Linked DNA regions of Anas platyrhynchos: region 2 is linked to region 1. A link is a contact called in public Hi-C data. All regions are on one chromosome and are shown on one strand. The core of a region is the stretch at or near the end of the contact, and the rest is flanking DNA. Distances in the headings are between cores, read along the strand shown. Region 1 overlaps OSBPL1A (oxysterol binding protein like 1A). Region 2 overlaps OSBPL1A (oxysterol binding protein like 1A).

Evidence for each region. Hi-C and Micro-C count contacts between places; a contact is called where the count stands out from the background.
Region 2: a contact with region 1 is called in a Hi-C map of liver, with 6 times the contacts expected there. The contact joins two enhancer-like sites. A contact is called at or near these places in 4 of 8 Hi-C or Micro-C datasets (liver, skeletal muscle, small yellow follicle and 1 more).

What each region holds. Positions count from the first base shown.
Region 1 is chr2:41,440,941-41,445,057 of IASCAAS_PekinDuck_T2T, reverse strand. All of the region lies in intron 18 of OSBPL1A (oxysterol binding protein like 1A), which reads left to right. Among named protein-coding and RNA genes, the nearest start is that of CABYR, 48 kb to the right of the region's middle. Within about 2 kb of position 2,532, at least 1 of the 8 cell types and tissues checked has an H3K27ac peak or open chromatin away from gene starts, as enhancers often do.
Region 2 is chr2:41,478,922-41,482,788 of IASCAAS_PekinDuck_T2T, reverse strand. It overlaps OSBPL1A (oxysterol binding protein like 1A), which reads left to right. Exons shown (of 30, transcript XM_038174648.2): 13 at 623-724; 14 at 1,930-2,055; 15 at 3,222-3,303. Among named protein-coding and RNA genes, the nearest start is that of OSBPL1A, 22 kb to the left of the region's middle. Within about 2 kb of position 1,253, at least 1 of the 8 cell types and tissues checked has an H3K27ac peak or open chromatin away from gene starts, as enhancers often do.

The DNA of each region.
Region 1 (4,117 bases), core at 1,283-3,782:
TCTCATTTGGGAGCGGTTTGGACACGCACAATGATGATGAGGACACCAGATCTCAGTAAAAACAGGGAATTAAAATTTAATTTTACTAAAGCAAACGAGACGTGCTTTAATCACTTGGTATCTTAACTAGCTAAATTGCAGCGACTGTCAAAGCATGTGGCAATGTCAGAGACTTGATGTCTCAGGGTTCAACCTCTGAATGCGTGTCCCTCCTGTAGCAGGCAAAGACTAAGGCAAATGAGGGCTTGGGTGGAGTAGCAGTGTGGTTAGGGAAGGTAACGTAAAGCAGCTGACTAAGCGTGCTGCTCTGCGCTGTTGTGCTGTTAGCAGGGCGGTGTTTATGGCCTTGGTTAAGTGCCTTTCCTAATTAGCACAGGAAGTGTAGGGAGGGGAAGCACTAGGTGAAGGTGAACGTCTGAATTACGTTGACTGCCTTGGAAAGCAGGAGGAGAAAGGAGGCAATTCATGATCAATGTAAAAAGGATGATGAGTGTTGACATGCATTGTCTGGGCAGTTTTAACAGCAACTGATAATCTACTTAGTGTGAAAAAAATAACTTGGCAAGTTTCCATAATGCTGCACTGTGTTATCAGAACTGCATGGAGCTGGGTGACTGGAGGAATGTTTAAAATCTATTTTTATAAGATATGAAAAGCTGTACATATCTGTCCATAGGTTGTTCTCTTTGAGTTGCTTAAGATGTAGGATATTACAGTAAAGCCAGAGCATAAATTGGCTGGCTATTAATATACTGCACAGGAAAAGTGGAAACATCTCTCTTGAATATAGATAAGAATGTATGGTCACTATAGATAAGAATGTATGGTCACGCTTTACATGACTAAATAGCCAGAGCATGTTTTAGGTTGAGCTGTAATGTCAAACTTCTACCTGGCACCTTGGTGACATGCTGGGGTTTGTCTGTAAGTCTATTGATGCAAACTGTTTTTCCCCAGAGCACTGCCAATTTAAACTTTACCTCCACAAGAGCTGTCTCAGGGGATGGGAGTTGTGCGGTGCTTCTAGCGTTGTTTCTGAGACTCGTGGTGGCTGTGGTGTTTGTCCTGGTAAGGGATCTGCTTGTGGTGTCTGGCTGCAAGTCTGAATTCAGAACTGTGTCACCTAACTGGAGTTGCTGGTTCCAATTTGTGCCTGTTTTGGGGCTAGTTTAGAGTGCATGTAGACAAATACACATCATCCCGTGTCCTTTTCAGAGCAGAAACCTTGCCTTCATGCCACGCAAAGTGTAGGGAGCAGAATTTTTTAACAGCACTTAATTCCATCATTACACTTCGTTAACCACACGTAAGCAAGTTGCTTATAGAATAGACTAGATAAATTTCTTTTGATTAAAATCTTTATACCTTCCTGTAGTGTACTAGATACATAGAGGAGGGCTGCACATAAGTACCCAACACTGTTTGCCTGTCATTATAAACAAGACTCTTTCCTATCTCCATTTAGAAAACCTGAGCTACCATCTACTTCATCTACTTTTTTTTTTTTTTTTTTTGAGCAGTGTGTGTTTTGTGCAGGGAGGCGGAGGTTGCTTTTTGTTGGTTTGTTGTTGCTTTGGTGATGCAAGAGTAAATCTGTTGGTTTAAAAACAAATACCAGTATTGGGATATACAGATGTAGACAGGTGAAGTCAGTGCCATTAAATATTTCACCAAAGGTGCTGTTTGTAGCAGTTACAACCTGATTTTCAACAGACTGTTTGCCTTTTAAGCTTACTAGGCAGGTGCTAGGTAATGAAATGAAAATGCCAGGGTTTAGTTATGACTCGTAATTTGCTGTTTAAGTCTGGTTTTATTAATATAGCTTGCATCCTACAGAGTGGTCATAGTGCTTGAAAGAATGTGGCTGATGTGACTTCTTGTAGTTTTAGGCTGATTTGAGAGTACACTTCATAATTCTTGAAAACTTCATGGGAGAGGATTTGACTAATTAGGGGGAGTAGTACATTAAATAACTAGTTTGGGAGCATTCGAATCATTTATTTCTTTAAAGGGGAATTTTTTAATCCGAGCCAAACTTAAAAAAAAAAATAAAATAAAAATCCACAGAAGTGTGGGATGTAACATAGCGTAACATCTATTTGTCACTGCTGTTTCCTTCTTACTGCTGTGTTTCTGTAGTCAGCTTTCCCTTTAGGGAAACCTTTCAAAGGTGTTTGTGCTTGGCTCTTCATGAGCCAGGAGGTCTTTTGGTCAGGTTTACATGAAGAGCGAGCTAAACATGCCTTTTTCATGCCCTGTGTCTCCTTCCCAGCAGGATTCCTGTAGTAGTTAATCTGCTAAAGGTAAAGCTTGGACAAGAGTTTTTCAGTGAATGATCTTTAAATGCACCTTATCTGTTCTACATGCAAGTAAATTCCTGCAGATGTTTTTGTCACAGCTAAAATTAACTTCCGGAGTTGTTTCTAAGATTGACATCTGGGAGGAAATTTGTGCACTCACAAACCTTTCCCTTAATCACAGGGAGTAGGCCAAGGTTAGTAGGCCTCAGGTCTTGACTGCCTGTCATTTTTGCACGTGTCCTCGCTTGTCCCCCACTAGCTTTCTTTGTGGCTTAAAGCTGTTCTGTTTCCTTGTTATGTATGTGTTATGTGGAGGAACGAACTGAACATCACATCGGTTTTGGCTCTTACACTCACAGGAAGAAATGTGGGTGAATGGCTTAAACTGAATGCCAACTTCCACGTAGTTAAATTGAATGGAGATTAACTTCCATGAAAATGTAAATTTTAATATTTAAGGCAAGCAATCCCTATGTATACTTCAAACCAGAAGTATGTGAGTGTTTTACATGCAGAAGGACTTAAAAATATATGCTCTGCTAGCTCCATTCATTCAAGGACACACAGAGAAATAAGTCAACACTGAAAATGAAAGTAACGCTGATTGCTTGGTGGACACTGTCCTCTCCTGGACATTTGTATCAAAGCATCCACAAAAGTGTTTTTATACTTAATACAATTCAAAACGATCTGTTTCACCACATGTTTTGCTATTGGTGGGAAATTGGAATAGGGAATGAGTGATACCATGTCGATCAATTAAATAAATCCTGCTACCCACTCATGCTCTCTGCATGGGAGGCTGAGTAAAACAAGTCAGCATTAGGCTGCTAGCAAGTAAGATGAAACGTAGTTCCATCTTTTTTAAGGAATTCAGGCATATCCTATTTTTTGATAGGATAGGTCTTTTATTTAAAGGAACATTTTTTGTTTGTCTGTACTGAAAACTGAAGGATCAACCTTGGTAAAGGTGTTTTAGTAACAGATGAGTATGGAAGGTAACTTAGCAAATAGGGCTACTGAAACTAACTTAGCCCGAGTTAAATTTTTTTTTCTTTCCCCATGGCAATGTTTCTGTTTATCAAAAAGGTGGGATGGAGGAGGCACCTACATCCTATTCAAACTGCAACTCTTAAGAAAATAAGAAACAGCACCTTCCTGGTTAGGAGGGTGCTGTGCCAATTGTGAGGCAGGGTTGGCTAAACTTTGAAATTAAATAGTTCTTGCTGTTTGAGTGAGCTGTAGATAGCTCTTATCTATTGAGGATTTTCCTCATTGGTAATAGCCTCATAATCCAAACACTGATTTCATTGTTGCTGTGGACAAAAGGCATTGACCTATATTTCTGCCTTTCTCTGGGTAAATTGGGTTAATAGTTGAGCTGGTTGGTAGCAGTACAAAAATGGAACAAAATCATTACCCAGTTTCAAGTAATGCTGAGGAATACAAGCTGTATGGCACAGCCTAAATGTTGGTCTTGAAAGTACGTTTCAGACCTGCGTCCGGATATGTCAGCCCCCTGTAGAAAAGGTTGTTATCTGTTCAGCTCTTCAATGAAGCTTCTTTTTCTGTTCTTTTTTTTTTTTTATGTCTTTCTGAGGGTTGATTATAGTTATAGGCAACAAATGCCATGGCCCATCATTGTTGCTACACAGGTGACTAGCAAGAAGAAACCCCACTATTTAACTCCCAAATCTGTTCAGACGTAGTGAATGTACCTGCAGTGTCCTTCATGAAAAGAAATTCTTTTCCATTGCTCTTATACAAAATGAAGAGAATGGTTCTGGTTTTGGAAAAATTCAGCTTTCTGGTCAGGT
Region 2 (3,867 bases), core at 4-2,503, 39 kb before region 1:
CTGAGCACTTCCTTAAATTCAGTTATACTTGTTGGAATCCTTTTTGGGAAGGGGCAGAGGGAAGACGATAAAAAAAAAAAAGTCAGGTGTAACAATCCACCTCTCAGGAGAAAAAATAATTGTGTCTCAGACCTTCTTACTACTGAAGTGTATGAGAGGGAAAGAAAGATGTATAATGCACGGAAAGATGAAGTGCTCAAGGGGAATGCATTTAGGATAATCTCAGTACTTCTGTAGATAGCCTGTCCTAGATATGTAAACTGGCACCACAAGCTCTGTTACATATGTTCTTGTATGAAAAGTGATTCTTTCCTTTTTATACCTACAAATTCCTTAACTTCAGTGGCTTTACACCATTACTGATATCTTGTCTGATTCGATTAATGCTATGCAAATATAATGTCTTGACATAACAAACTTCTATATTTTCATATGGGGTAAAGTGCAAGTCAGCACACTCTGTGCAACTGTTCTGAGAAAGCTTTTGTTAGCTGTATCTGTTTTGCATCAAAATGGAGGCAAAAACTTCTGAGAGTAATTCTCCACCTTGCTTACTCTTACTGTTTTGCCTCTTCTTACTGCTTGTTTATACTCATTTTGTCTCTTCTCCCCATTGCTTTAGGTAAAATCTACAGACAGTTGCTTCTTTTCTGTCAGGTGTTTTGACGACACCGTTCATCGTTTCAAGATCCCTAAAAATAGCCTTCCTTCTCAAACTAGAGAGGTAATAATGAGCTTTTATTAAAGGCTTTAAGATGTAATGATTTCTATAATGAAAATATTTGGATACAGCTATCTATGGGTGTGTTAGTGACAGATTCAGTATCTTGACTATCAGGACTTGGTAACGTAAGTGCATGTGTTAAATCTCTTAGCATGACTACAGACTAGCTTGCAGAAATGGGCATATTGTTGCTAGCATCTTTAAAACTAGTGCTTCCTTCTTTTCTAGCCCTTAGTCTGTACTATGCCCTGTAGTCTAACTTCTTCTTTTTCATTAACTTCTCCATCCGGTAGATTTCTACTGCAACTTCCTTCTGTTGTACTTTGTCATAGTTCGTTATCCCAAACAAAAGGAGGTTTCATGATATGGTCTACTCTTAGCCAATTGCCCAGATGATATTTAATTTTTTTCCAGGTGGATGGGGGTGGTGGTGGAGGGGGTAGGGGATATGGGGGTGGGAACAACATGAGTTTTTTTTGTAGTGTAGTTAGTACTGTACTTCTATAGGTGTGCCAACTAGAGATGAAGTAGAGGTGGAGGCACCTGGAATGCTGCGTCCAGTTCTGGGCTCCCACTGTGACAGACATATGGATATAATGGAGAGAGTCTGGTGAGGGGCACAGGTTGTCCAGAGAGGTTGTGGAGTTTCCATCCTTGGAGATACTCGGAAGCCATCTAGATCAGGTCCTGGGCCAACCCAGTGACCCTGCTTGAGCAGGGCTTGGACCAGATGGCCTCTAAAGGTCTCTTCTAACCTCAGCCACTCTGTCATTCTGTGAGCAGTAAAAGAATCAACTTATTAATTACAGTAGTGCCTGAAGTTTTGTACACAGTTTGTCATGCAAAAGAAGGCTGACTTTGCCATGGAGACCTTGCTGTCTGAACAGAAAACTGAAGGTGCAAAATACATTCTTTACAGTCTTTTATTAATCGATATGATGTTTTTATGTGAGCTTGGATAGACCTGGGGAGTGGCTGGCATTTGTACTTCAAGTCTGATCGGTTAAGTCCTAGCAGCACTCTGATCACATTGCATCTTATCTTGAATATTTTGAAATTTTTGTCAGTCTCTTCTGCTTGCTAAGATGTTATATTTTGCGAATGAATGTCATCTAGATAGAACGCTTTAATTTGCTCTTTTGCATATATGCTGTTGCCTTCTGGGGATGACCTTTGAAATGTATCAACTTTGTTTTTCTGTTCAGAGTTGGCTGGAAGCCATAGAAGACCACTCTGCCTATAGCACTCATTACTGCACACAGGAACAGCTGAGTAGTGATGATGAGGAAGATGATACAGTATCTGTTACAGATCTACAAGAAACTCTGAAAGTATGTACTAAATGCTTGTTTCATGTATCTAGGCAGTTGCACTGTTCTGTGCAGGGATACTTCAATATACTTTTGGCCAAAAATAATGGTACTTCCTTTCCAGGGGTGCATAAATATTGTATTGTATTTGTATTGCTTATTGTGATATATCCAGTTTGGACTCTGTTTGGACTGTGTGCATAAAATGGCATGTTTATTGTAGTTACAGGGTGGTGTTTTTTTTTTTCTTTACAATTTTACCAGCACTGCTGTAAGGTAGAATGTTGTTTTTAAGTCTTTCGGCCAGGAGAGGGAGCCTTGTATACAGTGCTTGTACTCTAGCTTTGATGTTACCGAAGTTAACCTTCAGCTATATGTACCTCTATAAAAGAGGCAGTGAAATTACTTAGAAACGAGCCTTTAACACCTCAGGACCCATCAGGTGTACTGCACAGTGATTGTTCAGGCCTCCGATGTAAATGAGTCCGTCTTGTGATTTTTCTAGCGTCGAGGCTGTGATTCTTGTTTGTTTGTTTTTTGTTTTTTTTTTTTTCTGTATACATGCTTCTAAAACCCTTTCGCTTTAATGGGGAGTAGGCAGAATTTCTGACTCTGTAATGCAAAAAAAATAAATCATATGACTGAGCACCAAATGACTTGTACCTTACCTTTTGGTACAAGAGAATGGCAGAAAGGACACGGGAGGATAACTGCTGCTGGCAGTTCCCAGCAGCCTGCTCAAGAAGGTGATGTTATCAATAGACAACTGCAAGTTCAAATGCAGGCTTGGGATTTGATCTTGGGATGTGTTCCTGTAAGTCTCTGTACTTGCCAGATGTCAGCTAATTTATGCATTTGCTTACTCTTGCCTTTCTTATCAAAGGGCAAGCAGTGGCTTTTTTTGGGTTTTCAAACTTTAATAAAAAAAAAAAAAGGGGGGGGGGAGAAAAATTCGAAAAGCAGAACATATATAATTTTGAGGTTTAGTTTGTTATGCTAATTTAAACAAAATTAGTGCATAAATCTTCTGTTTGCTTTTGCCTTTGAAAGTAATTCAAAAACAAATTCAATTTTTTTTAGTATGTAATGCTCTTCAAATTTAAAAGCTTCAGTGTACTTAAGAGAATAGATGTATGCTTTCCCTAGAACAAGGCCCTCCTGAAATTACTGCCCTTGTTCTCTTCCAGAAAGCTCAAGCATGCCAACAAAGACTCAATAAAGAGATTTCAGACTTCCTTGCAATGGTTAAATCTTTGGATGTTACAAAAGGTAAAACTTACTCTTATAAAATGCAGTTTGTTACCAGGCAATTTTCTTTTCTTTTTTTCCTTAAGCAGCATGTACTTTCATTTCACTGAAATGATATTTTCAAAATCCTGAAGACTTATGACTGCTTTCCTCAATTTATTAGTGTCTATAAATGAAGTGAATCTACCCTTAGACGTAGTACTTACTGGGGAGTATCACAGGAATATAAGGTAGAGGTTTGCTTCCAAGAACTTTTAAAATCGGTAGTTGGTAGTTTATTGCAGAGTGTGTCACCTGAAAAGTACAAACAGGTGGCTCTCTTCATGCAGATTCCTCCTTAAAGAACTTTTGTTGCACTGAGTAGAAACAGTGAAAGCTTGGGGCGTAGTAAACAGGACACAAGCTGGAATTATAAAACTATACAGGGGAATGGAGGTATGGTGTGATGCAATATATTCCACAGACTTCTGCCATGAGTTTTATGCCAGCTTTGAAGACTTCAGGATTTATTTTAGGTAATAAATCTTAAATTGACCTCTACCTGGAATTTCTGATGCCTATGCTATTTTCAGTCAGTTATGCTGC